Linked DNA regions of Arachis hypogaea: region 2 is linked to region 1. Evidence: chromatin contacts called from public Hi-C data. All regions are on one chromosome and are shown on one strand. Each heading gives the region's core, a stretch centred on a gene start, on an enhancer-like site or on the middle of the called end of the contact. The rest is flanking DNA. Distances are from core to core; before and after follow the strand shown.

Region 1 (6,295 bases), core at 1,087-3,586:
GAGCAAAAAAACATCCGTAATCCTGAATTAAGAAATATCCAGTTAAGAGTAAAGAAGCATCTGAATCCTATACTAAAAATATCCATGTACAATAGAAAGAAACATCCAGCTAAGAACAAAAAAACATCCACAATCCTATACTCATTAACATCCATGTACAAAAAAAAAAAAGAAACATTCATCTAAGAGCAAAGAAACCTCATCAATCAAGAAGGAATATCCACAAACATGTATTACGCAACATCAAACTACAACACAAAGAAACATCCGTCTAAGGAGTTAAGAAACATATATTTAACGATGAAACAAAATTTCAAAAAATCTCTAAATTAAACAAATTTTCTTATTTCCTCCAATAGAGAGTTTAAACAAAAAAAAACCCTTAGGAACCAACGACAAGGGGCCTTACCTTGTGGGTGATTTCGTTGTAGTCGGCGGCAAGGGGACTACCGACGATCCTTGGTGCACGTGTTGCGGTGGTCTTCGGTGACGGAGGACGCATCCAGTGGCTTCATGGAGAGCACGTTTGGCACTCGGTTTACATCGTAGGGTTAGGTCGCGCAGGGGCATCAACAACACGGTGGGACAAGATGTGTGGGGGCAGCGACGGCGCGCAAGATAGGTCCTGCGGAGGCAGCGACGGTGCGCGAAGGGTGCCTTCCTGTGGGCTACGTTCCTGGCGTTGTCGAGCTAGCGCACAGCTTCTTGGTGCAGCGGTATTATCGCCGGAACTGGTTGGAAGATGGCGGTGCGACTGGGTGAACTTCGGCAACAGCATAATTGGGAGTGGGAGGAGAGTGGTGTGGGATTGAATCGCGTTAGGGTTAGTCTGGGTGAAAGTGTGTGAGATGGTTTTTTGTGTGGTAATGGGCTTTGCTATTGGGCCCTACCTTAAAGTTGGCAGAGTTGGCTGGTGGATGTGTTGTCCCTTATACTTTTTCATAAAAAAAAAGTGAATACCCATTCTGATCCCTAATAATTTTTTCGAAGGACCACGAGTCCCCTAATACAAAAAAAAAAAAAAAAACCTTTTTCAACCTTTGATCTTTAATTTTATGAGACAGGTTATTTTCTCCGTCAATGATCTCTTTCTTGAGTTAACAAAACATGCCTACGTAATAGCTAATTTGTCCATTAAGTGTCAGCTAAGATTGACTGATTTTTTTGTTGGGAACCTCTTTGTCTTTTGGAGTAATTATTAGGGGCCATTTAGATTTTCTTTCTCTACTTTTGTTATCTTTTTTCATATACATTGGCGAAATTTATTATATAAGAACTGAGAAATATTAGTGATTTTTAATTTTTTTTACTTAAAAAAATTGAATAAAGAATATATATATTAATAAGAATGACATTGCTCATTGTTGTTATTAGTCTTATCTATTTGTTTCTAATTATTCCAAAATGTTGAACTTTAAATTTTTGATGTTATATTTACTTGGTTAATTGACATAAGTAGTTTTATTTATTGTATCTATTTTAGATAAAATATTGTGTCAACTTTTTCATTTATTATCTATTATAAAATTAAATATGTACTTCTTTTAATAATAATAAATTTTTGTGGATTATGATGGTTTAATTTAAATTCAGTGTACTTAAGACTTAACATAATCTTAATAATATAAGGTGAAAACTCAAGTGCAGTCGACTTCACGTGAAGTTAATATCTGAGAGCCTTTAGATGATTTGACTGATTTGACTAAATTTTTATCTAACGGTTCTTAGATATCAACTCCACGTGAAGTCGACTTCACCTGAGTTTTCACCATAATATAATATCTTAACAATTTTTCTAAGTAATAGTAAAAAGATTAAAAATATTCTTTTTGTTCAACTTTTATATTTAAAAAAATAAAAATTACCAATATTTTTTAGTTTTACAATATAAATTTAGTCAATGTATACGAAAAAGCAACCAAAAATATATAACCCTAAATGGCTCCTAACAATTACCTCCAGAAAAACAACGATGTTTCCAACAAAAAAATCTGTCAATCCTAATTAGTACTTAATGAACAAATCAGCAGTTAACACGCTATGTAAGCTTGTTCCGTTAACAAAAAAAAAATATTAATAGAGAGAATAACTAATCTTACAGAAATAAAGATCAATGATTAAAAAAAATATTTTTTTGTGTTAAAAGTCTTATTGTCTTTGGAGCAATTTGTTTAAAAAATTTTTTATAAGAAAAAAAATAGTTCTTGGGCCTGGACTTGGTTTCCTAAATTCCATGGCCATTTTGTTATAAACCTTAAACCCTTTCCAAAAAAGAGTAATGTTTTTGTTTCACCCAGAAGGGCATAAATGTAATTTTATACTTCCCCTGTATTTTGTATCATCGAGGGTTTTTGTCTTTGCTTCCCCTTCGTCTTTTTCCGTACTTGTTTCCTCCCGCTCCTAACTCTCTCAATCGCTTCTCTCCTCTTCTCTCTGTCTGACCGGCGGCGGAGCTTCCGGCTGCGGCTACTTCTGACGGACAAGCGCAGCTCCAAACCACCGTTAGGTTCGTCTTCATCTTCTTCCATTCCTCTCTCTTCGGTTCTTTTTCCTTCTCTGCATTTGTGTACGTTTCTCTTTTTATCTCTTTCTCCTGTGTTTTTTATTCATTTCTTCTTTTGGCATCTCTCGTTATTTTTAAATCTCATTGGAGCTGCTGCTCCTCTGTTTACTTAATCTTAGAGACTTAAGTTTAATTAGGAATATGATTTTGTATTGTTATGCACTGGATTGATGTTATTTGCGTTTTTTTCTTTCCACGCTTTTAGACTATGGAACGGATTATGGCATTTGGTAATTGATAATGAATGAGTTCGATTCTGTATAACTATGTATAGTTTCTTTTTTTTGAACATTCGTACTTCTTTCATGGTAAAACTTACAAAGATAGTAGTTGCGTCAAGGCAAGGGGAAAAAGGGGCACAATTCATACATCTAGGAATGCTCTCATTTGCCTTTCAGATTTCAAAACCCAAATAAAGGTGCAACATATTGTAGTTAGGATATGTTTGAGAGTTTTAAAGATGATGGAAGGAAGTGTTTATTAGTGGAATGGAATAGAAAAGTGTGGGATAGGAAGGTTTATGAACCATCTTAGTGGAGTTGAGGAGTGTATAAAGTTTATTTTTCAGTTTTGTCCATTTAATTCATGTGCATACTTTCACATATCAGATATTGCGAAACGGAAAAACAGTAAAATCACAAGGTAGTACCTTGTGCTTCCTCCTTCTCCCCCCCCATTCGTGGGTTCGATAAAATCACTGTATATGAAGGCATAGAGAGGTTTCACCATCCCTTGTAGCCACACCTTGTCTTCTTGAACCACTTCCAAGCTCGCGTCTTTTGGATTTGTCCTTGTTTCCTTGCCATTCCTCGCCCTCCCATTGTCAGCTGCTCCTCTCTCCACTGTTTTAAATTGATAACTATGATGATACATAAGAATTGCATTTAATAGGGGGTCATATTCAAATAGCAGCCATCCTGCTATCCGCTGTTCTTTTGGAGCGGCTTTGGATTGGCTTCTCTGCAGCTGCTACGTTGGGATTGTCAAGTGGCAACTATTACCAACAATAGCATTGATTTTTTTTCTTTTTTTGGGGGGGGGGGGGTAGGGGCATTAGCTTTGTGCTTGTTATTGTTTTAGAAGTTCATGAAGATGAGGAAGAGAAAGTACAAAGTGTTTTTAATTTATCCTACATTCATAATATTGTTCTGTGTCTTATTGTCGTTCTCTTTTCTGACTTTTTATTTTCTAACTAAAGAATATTAAGATTTTATTAGAATATTTTGTTGGATTGCTTTCTATGAAAAACATTAATACTCACATTTTCTTTTACATTGTTGACATTAGTTCCATTGCGATGAGAATGTATATTGTCAAATTTTTTATTTCTATTTGTAATTATTGATTGAATTTTATTTGGGTGGATAAGCCCTTTATTGGTATGCCGTAAGCACTAGTATGCTTGTTGGGCCTGCAATCCATATACATTAGGATGATGATTTTATATATTTCGTGCAGTGAAAATGGGGAGTGATGACAGTCTGAAGGCATGGGTATCAGATAAGTTGATGTCACTGCTTGGATATTCTCAGCCCACAGTTGTACAGTACATGATTGGATTATGTAATTGATCTAATATCATTTTCTCACAGTTAAAGGATTTCTATATAGTCACTTTGGAACATATATGATAGAACTTTTATGTTCAGTATTTTGATATTCTTTTTCTGGATTGCAGCCAAGCAGGCTGCTTCACCAGCAGATTTGGCGGGTAAACTAGTGGAGTTTGGGATCTCATCGTCAGATACTCATGCATTTGCTGATGAAATATTCTCTCGAGTTCCTCGTAAATCTTCTGGTTTAAATGTTAGTTTATACATAAGTATATTTACACTGTGAACATATGCTGCCATCTTTGTGTGTTTATCTAGCTAATTCTTTCTTGTAATATTTTTATAATCTCTGTTTTCTGTTGATACTCCTGTATTATGTACCAGCAATATCAGAAACAAGAGAGAGAAGCTGCAATGTTAGTAAGGAAGCAGAGGACTTATGACATTTTGAAGGCTGATGATGATGATGATGATTATGTTGGTGGTGAAGATAAATCTTCCAAAGCTACTACTTCAACGTCTAAAAAGATTGATAGCCGTAACAAACGTTTCAGGAAGAAAACTGAATATCAAGATGATGAAGATGATGAGGCAAAGTGCTCATAACCTATTAGATTCACTTTCATATTTTCTGGCATGGTAAGCTGCTGATCAACGGCTCTTCTAACAGCAGGTGACTTATTTTGACCAAATGCAATCCTGCAGGTAATTTCAAGAAAGGAAATGGAGAGACAAGTTAAGAGACGAACTTCTCCCGGTGAAGATACTGGATCAGAGGTGGTATTTTTCGATCTTGTGTCAATCTATATAATTTTGAACTAAATAAGATTTGTGTTCTTCTGCAAAAAAATAAAAGGAAGATTGCACTTATCTTATTCTTTTCCGTTTTCTGTTTTCTGTTTTCTGTTTTCTTTTTATATTTTTAATCCTGCAGAAGAGTGCCATTTCTTGAGACATAATGTTCTTTTCCCTTGCATTTCCTTCCCTTCTTTCTGGTTTCAAGAATATAATGCTTCACTACATCAGCTTCGTTAAGGTTTTATTTTCTTCTTTTGACGTGGTTCCTTCCCAATTTTGCAAACAGTCAGAAGAAGAAAGATTAAAAGATCAAAGAGAGAAGGAGGAACTAGAGCAACATCTGAAAGAAAGAGATGCAGCAGGGACCCGGAAGGTACCCATGAATATTCATATTGATTTGGTCTACATACCTGATATTAATCACGTATTATTATACCCGAGTTTTTTTTCTTTCTTTTTTGTTTTGTTTTGTTTATTTTAGCGTGCTTAAATGAGGATCTAAAGCAGTAGCAAGATGAATATCCTTGTCAGTAAATAAAAATGAAGACAATTTTTTGAAAAGAATAAGGACTAAGGAAGGAGAGTTAGAAGTAGATGGAGTGTGAACCATCAACAATTTGAATGGATACTATTTTGCAATACATAGTTATGTATTTTGTTGATGTCAGTCGGTTTGGCTGGGGTTTTAGGTCATGGGTGCCTGTTAGATCGTACTCATTTCTCATCAATTTATTAACTTGTTTTTTTTACAGCTCATAAGATTCTATAATTTGTTGAAGAACTGATGTTGCTTATATGTAGAAGCACAAATAGATGCTTCTATACTAACATTTCAAGTGCATTAGTTTTTCTTTTTGTTTCTTCTTTCCTTTTCCATGTTTTGGTTTTTTGTTGCTTTATTCTAATTATTTGAATGTGTTCTTGTTTGACAGTTGACTGAACAAAAATTGACAAGAAGGGAAGAAGGTATAAGCTTTTCTTGTTTGAGGTTACTTGCTTGTTAGATTTACAGAGACAAATTCTTACAGACAACTATCCATGTAAACTTCATGTACGTTTGTGTTTGATTTTTATGTTACAGAAGAGGCAATTCGAAGATCTACTGCACAAGAGCAGGATGATATTCAAGCTTTGAGGTTTGTTACCTTATTTATATATATAAAGGATTCTGTTATACTTGCTGTATTTGTTACTATAAAATACAAATATCTTTCTTCTCCATAGAAAGTGCAAACAAGATCTGTCATTGTTATCTTCTTAATTAATTTTTTAACTGTTATTACTGGTATTGGTTACAATGAGGTTGAGGAAAAGTACTTCTATTTATTTATTTTTTTGCCCCCTTCCTTCGGGATTTTATGCGGTGGACAACTGATAACCA
Region 2 (6,619 bases), core at 3,704-6,203, 130 kb before region 1:
AATGAAAAGTTAACAATGTCTTTCAAAATAATAAGGTTATAAGGTGCAAGATATTCTTGAAAAACTCACATTGCAAGCACGTCCGACGGTGTTTCTTCCCTCACAACCATTATATTCGAATCAGCCGGCTCACTCGCTGACTCTTGAACCAGACTCAACCTAAAATACACCCAAAGAAAGTCAAAAAATACACCCGAACAATTCAAAAGGAAGACAGGCTTTGTTTTTTGAGAACTTACATACTTGCAGTTTTTGCTTTTTTTTTCTGCCTTTTTTTTCTTAAATAAAATAATAAAGGGCTTTTTTTTTTCTAAAAAAATATATACAAAATTAGAAGCAGAAGGTAATAAAAGAAGAAAATTAACGGTTCTTTGAAAGAGAAATTATGTGCTCTCTGCAGGCTTGTTTACACTACTTTGTTCTGTGTGTCTTTGAGAGGAAGGATCATCACTTCCCAAGTTCACGTCCGGTATTCTAAACAGATTTCATGTTATTTCAGACAAAATATGATACACGTAAATCATGATAAAAAGATTTTATTAAATAAAGCATCTTACGTTTCAGAAGAGACATAGCGACCTTCTGTCGATCGCATGTCAGGTTCCTTCTCTCTGCGAAACAAGAAACAATTATTAGCAAAGAAAACACACTAAAATCTGAAATATACACCCCATCAAGACATACCTCTGTCCATCAGAATTTTCAACGTTTTCCCTTAAGAATTCATCTAGATCTTCACTTGATATTTCATATCTCTCCCTACATTCATAAAAGAAGATGTTAACTAAAATAATTATGATGATGACGGTAATATAGCTTACGTATTACTATACCCATCATAGGATTGATCTTCTTCAGGAGATGAATGCTCAGCAACAACCTTTTTCTTTTTGGATTGTGTTCTGGGTGGAAAAAACAAGTATGAATCAGAAATAAAAAATTAATTTTATCACAGAATATTGTCCAAAGAAGTGCTTACTTTTTTGGTGTTCTTTATGTCTTTTTCTTTTTTCTTTTCTTCTCCACTGGTGATGATTCTTCGCTTCTATAAGTTAATAAGAGACACTTCAGTTAATACACGAAATCTTGATAATGAAGCCAAAAGAAAGGAGTAATAATTTCAGAACATTACTCATCAGTTGATTCGGATTCTGAATAAGAATCTGAATCCTCTTGACTCTTCTTCCTTTTGTTGGAGTCCATTTTGAAAGGCAAACAATTACTATTTAGAACATACTAAAGATATAAAATACACCCAGATGAATGCACAAGATACAACCAACTGAATGGACAATATACACCCAACACAACAAACGAAATACACCCAAGTTAGTAAACAACATACAACCAACTTGATAAACAAAATACACCCAAATGGTTCCACAAAATACACCCAACCAGAGAAAGAAAATACACCCAAGTATGGTACTTACTTTTTTTCCTTTTTGCTGGGTTGTTTTCTTGCTGAATCCTCCGAGTCTTCTTGAGTCTCAGACTCAGAGGTAGAACTGTCACTATCAGTTGTTTCTTCCTCCGAAGACGATGTTGAACATGCCTTCCTTTTTTTTGTTTTTTTGATTTGTTGTTTTTTTTCTGTTTTCTCTATTTTTTCATTTTCTCTTTTGTTTGCACCATCTTTACAATCCCCTGAAACATCAGATAATTTATTTAGCAGCATTCAGATAAATAAATATACACCCAACATATTATGTTCAACTTACCAAAATTTCCTCTGTTTCTGCATTCATTCTTTCGACCAACTGCTCCTTACTCCAGTTGGCAATCCAGGGTTTTGGCGGTCTTTCAGCCCTCTTCTTGCCTTTATTTTTAGAAAGATGAAAGAATATTATCATCAGGGCAAAGAGGCAGCCATCAATTGCCTTCTTCTTTTTCTCCTTGTAGTCGGTTATGCCCTTGACGATAAAGGTCAAAACATGCCCTCCCCAGTTTCGCTCCGTTATGCTGTCCATCTCAAAAATTGGGGCCAGGTGTACAGGCGAGATTTTGTTTATTGTCGTTGGCAAAAGGAACGCCATCTGTATATAGAGGATGAAAATCCTCTTGAACATTAGGCGATCCTCTTCGTTACCAATGCCAATATCCATCATCTCATCTGTAAGACTTTTGAGGGTCTTACCTTGGAATCTTCTAAAAATTACTTTGTCATCCTCAGAAAGTTTCTTATAATCCACTTTCTGAGGAAACAGATCTCCTACAAAAAGGAAAACAACAAAGTATCAAAATCGGTTCAAATACACCCAAGCATCAATTTAAAGACACCCCAACCATCAGTTAATATACACCTATAATTTTTATCGAGTTACCTGTTGCGTTGATGCCAAGCGCATGACCTATTTTTCTTGGGTAATTTTAAAAGAACCGTATCCGGTTTCCAGTCTGTTCTCCCCCAATTTGAAGTTGCTAGCCAGCTCCCTTAACAGTTGGTGATGCACCCTTAGTGGTGGGATGTGCATCAAGCCACCGAATCCCAGATCCCTCACAATCGCCTTCTTCTCCTCACTCATGTTTCTGAATTTATCACTTAGGAGATGTGTGGCACACTTAAGGTCTTTTGTTTGCTGTAAGACAAAAATAAAATTATAGTCAGATATATATCTATTATATAAAACTGATTTCATGTAAGACATATATTTGTTCTTACATTTTTTTCAGGTTGGTTTCTTGCTGCCATTTTCTCTGAAATGAAAAATACACCCAAAGATATCAGTAAGATACACCCATATATATGAGTCAGATACACCCATTGATAACAGTAAGATACACGCATATATATGAGTCAGATACACCCAAAGATATCAGTAAGATACACCCATATATATGAGTTAGATACACGCAAAGATATCAGTAAGATACACCCATATATATGAGTCAGATACACCCATTGATAACAGTAAGATACACCCATAGATATGATTCAGATACATCCATATATATCAGTCAGGTATCACTCAAACATGCATCAATATCAAGCAACATTACAAGGTCAAGCAATATACACCCATGGACAAGCAAATATAAGCAAGTGCTGACTATTACAGTATATCAGTTCAGAAATATACACCCTACATTTTATGCCATATACACCCAAGAAATTACTCCATATACACCCACCAATCTACGGAATATACCCCAAAAATCAGTTACCAGAAGATCTAGAACAACAAGAACAGTAACACCTACAAGAACGAAGAAGAACAGTGTAACATAGAAGCAAGAATAACAGTAAAACCTAGAACATTATAAACTGTAAAATGAGATGTAGAGCAAGAAGAACAGTGAAACGTACAACAACGTAGAAGAACAGTAAAACCTAGTTCGTAATCTGGAAAATATACAGGAATCGTAATGTAACGTACCTTGAGTATTATAGCTTTGTTTTCTCTGGAGATTCTTGATCGAGAGTTTGATGGTGTGTTGATGGAGGTTTCAAAGGTTAGCGACGAGTTGTATATCTTGATTTTCGAATTTTGCTCGAAAATGGAAGGGTTGCATTTTCTTTGAATTGCTTTGAGAAGTGGAAGAGTCTGCCATTAAGGGGTGGTTTACTCAAAGCGAAGCGTAACCGTTTGAGTGGGAGCACGTGAATGTTACGCTCTATTCAATCTAATTAGTGCGCGTCTGGAATGTTTGTGGGCTTGGGGCTTGTAAGACTTGTAAAGCCTTATTGCTTGTATGTGTAGCAATCTCGTTTTTCCTTTGCTTTATCTTTTTTAAGTCACCAAAAGATAGAAATTTTTATTAATATCTGTTATCCAATAATAATAATAATAATAATAAATACATCACTACTAATTTTTTCCCTTTATATCCTTAACAACTACGCGTTCAAAACATCTAGCTATAATAACATCGTTTATATTAATTTCTAAACGCAAATAAGAATGAATATTGGAAAAAGAAAATAATAAAAAACAACAATAATATTATTTATATATTAATTTTTTTTATATTTATATAAAAACATTATTATCAACTAATTATACATTTAATTTTTTAATTAATAAAATAAAAAATATTGATATTAAAATAACCGGTTATAAAAAAATTATATACGTTACCGGATTGAAAGAACAACGTAGACATTATCACCGCCATCGTTGACTCTCCACTAAAAATTTATTACACTTTTATTCCAAGGTTAAGTTCCTTGGATCTAGCACCGCCGACCCTTCACTTTCGAATCTCATAGTGTGTTCAACAAAACCACCTCACTGAATCACACAACTTTATTCACTTATCACTACACATTAATTAAGATATCGTAATGTGATCTCATAAATTTCAAGAACTCAAAATAATATTAAGGAGATAATAATTAAAATAATTTTATTTAAAATAATATATAATTTTTTGTATATATTATTTATAATGATATATTTATTATATATAATAAAATAACTTTAAATGAATTTAGCTTATTTTTTTTCAAAAATTGATTAATAATATCTAGTAACAAAAAAAATAAAAGTTTAATTTTGATACACTGATCTATTAATAATCATTTATACGTTTAATATAAAAAATAATTATTTTTATTGATATAATATTATGTAATTAAATGTATGTATAAAATTATTTTATATTGACATTAATAAAATTATAAAAGAATAAAAAAATAAGATGAATTTTTTATTTATATTGTTATTATTTGAAAGAATAATACTGTTTATTTATACTAATCACTAAATTAATTTTAAATTTTAAAATAAGCTAAAACAACAGAATTCTAGATAAGCATAATTAATTTAAGAAAATAATAATAATAATAAATTTTGTTTCTAAAAAAAATAAAATAATAAATAAAAATAAAATAAAATTTAATAGACATTACATCAAAATTAAATTTAAAAAATAAATAGAATATTTTTTCTGCATCCAACTCAAGCCATCTATGAGCTTCATATACAAGTGTGTGCCGCTATTTAACACTTGTTATATCCCACATTCCAATCTTAATTTCTTCCTCCACTTTTAACTCTCCATTCATTCCAAATTTCCAATCTTCATTTTTCCAAACATGCCACAAGAACAAGCACCCCAAAATGAAACTCAAACTCATGATGAGAGCTATGTCATAGGCTATGCTTTGGAACCAAAGAAAATCCAGAACTTGATACGACCCTCTCTAATTGACCACGCAAAAAAACAAGGCATCCATCTCATTCCAATCGACATCAACAAGCCCTTGATCCAACAACACCCTCATCTTCGTTTCCATTGCATCATTCAAAAGCTCCAACCCAAACATTGGAACAACCTTAACTTTCACGAATACCTGTCTAAACATGGCGCCAACACCACCACCACCACCATCATCATTGATCCCCCACACCTCGTTCAAAAACTCCAAAACCGCGTTTCAATGCTTGATTCCGCGTCCCAGTTGCCACTTTCGCTCCAAAACGCCACCGTTGGTGTTCCGTACCAAGTGGTCGTTGATGATGAGAAGAAAACTAAGAACTCAGTGGAGGAAATGGTAATGGGTTCGAATTTGAGGTTCCCAGTTATTGCAAAGCCATTGTATGCTGATGGAACCATGAAATCTCACGAGCTTTGCTTGGTTTTCGACGCCCAAGGGCTCCGAGAAACGTTGAACAAGAACGCCGCCGGCGGCGCCGCCACCCCGGTGGTGCTTCAAGAGTTCGTGAACCATGGCGGCGTTGTGTTCAAGGTTTATGTTGCTGGGGAACATGTAAGGTGCGTTAAGAGAACGTCCTTGCCTAACATACCAGAAGATAAGGCCAAGGCGGGTACCCTCAAATTCTCTCAGATATCAAACTTCACCATTCAAGATAACAATGGTAATAATTGACGTATTTGTTTCTTGCAGTGACTTAAAGTTTACGGTTGAAAATCGTTAAATAATAATTTAATCAAATATGTTACGTTATTTAACAAATATCAATTTTTTATTTTTCATAAACACAACTATAGATTTGACAAGATTTTTGGTTATAAAACGACTTATCCGAAGAAATCGAACGATTAGATAAAAAGATAAGAATGATTATATTTCTAACAATACAATGCTGATATGTGTATTCTTTTGTATTAAAGTAGGGGATGGTGCTAATCATTTGAGCAATATTGAGAGAGCTGAAATGCCAGAAGAGAGTTTGATAAAGGAGTTGGCAAGAGCTTTGAGGGAAAGAACAGGGCTTAACCTGTTCAATATTGATGTGATTAGAGATGCCAAGGATTGCACGAGGTACCTTGTAATTGATATCAACTATTTTCCTGGTTATGCAAAGCTGCCATGTTATGAGTCCTTTATCACTGATTTCTTGTTGGATTGTGTGCGTAATAAGGCTGCGGTTGTGTGTGTGTGAGAAGAATTAGGAAGTGAATGAAGGAATGAATGTTGTTGTGGTCTTCTACTTTTGCTTTTACAGACCGTGTGGACCATACCTTGATGGTTAAACGCTGTAGCTTCTTTTGTGTTGTCTTGTGTTTCTAGCGTTGCTTAGTTTTGGAACTTTCTTTTGGCGTTTCAGATTTTTTTGGTTTGTCTTTGTCATAATTGATGTCTTTTTCAAGAATAATTGTTAATTGACCCTTGTTTAGGTGACTATGTTCTAGACATATGAGAGACAAAAAC

Evidence for each region. A called contact is a pair of places that touch in the nucleus more often than the background predicts.
Region 2: a Hi-C map of an unstated tissue shows a contact between it and region 1, with 5 times the contacts expected there. The contact joins the promoter of LOC112784965 here to the promoter of LOC112785246 in region 1. A contact is called at or near these places in 2 of 8 Hi-C or Micro-C datasets (leaf and an unstated tissue).

The regions. Positions count from the first base shown.
Region 1 is chr20:130,289,915-130,296,209 of arahy.Tifrunner.gnm2.J5K5, reverse strand. It overlaps LOC112785246 (pre-mRNA-splicing factor ATP-dependent RNA helicase DEAH1), which reads left to right and starts at 2,336. Exons shown (of 28, transcript XM_072230578.1): 1 at 2,336-2,506; 2 at 4,022-4,126; 3 at 4,242-4,369; 4 at 4,501-4,755; 5 at 4,822-4,896; 6 at 5,201-5,287; 7 at 5,847-5,880; 8 at 5,996-6,050. The coding sequence starts at 4,753.
Region 2 is chr20:130,423,666-130,430,284 of arahy.Tifrunner.gnm2.J5K5, reverse strand. LOC112784965 (inositol-tetrakisphosphate 1-kinase 2) reads left to right here and starts at 4,953. Exons shown (of 2, transcript XM_025828353.3): 1 at 4,953-5,822; 2 at 6,079-6,603. The coding sequence starts at 5,039. The coding sequence ends at 6,350. It overlaps LOC140183235, which reads right to left and starts at 1,203. Exons shown (of 11, transcript XM_072231260.1): 1 at 1,133-1,203; 2 at 558-611; 3 at 70-159. The coding sequence starts at 1,203.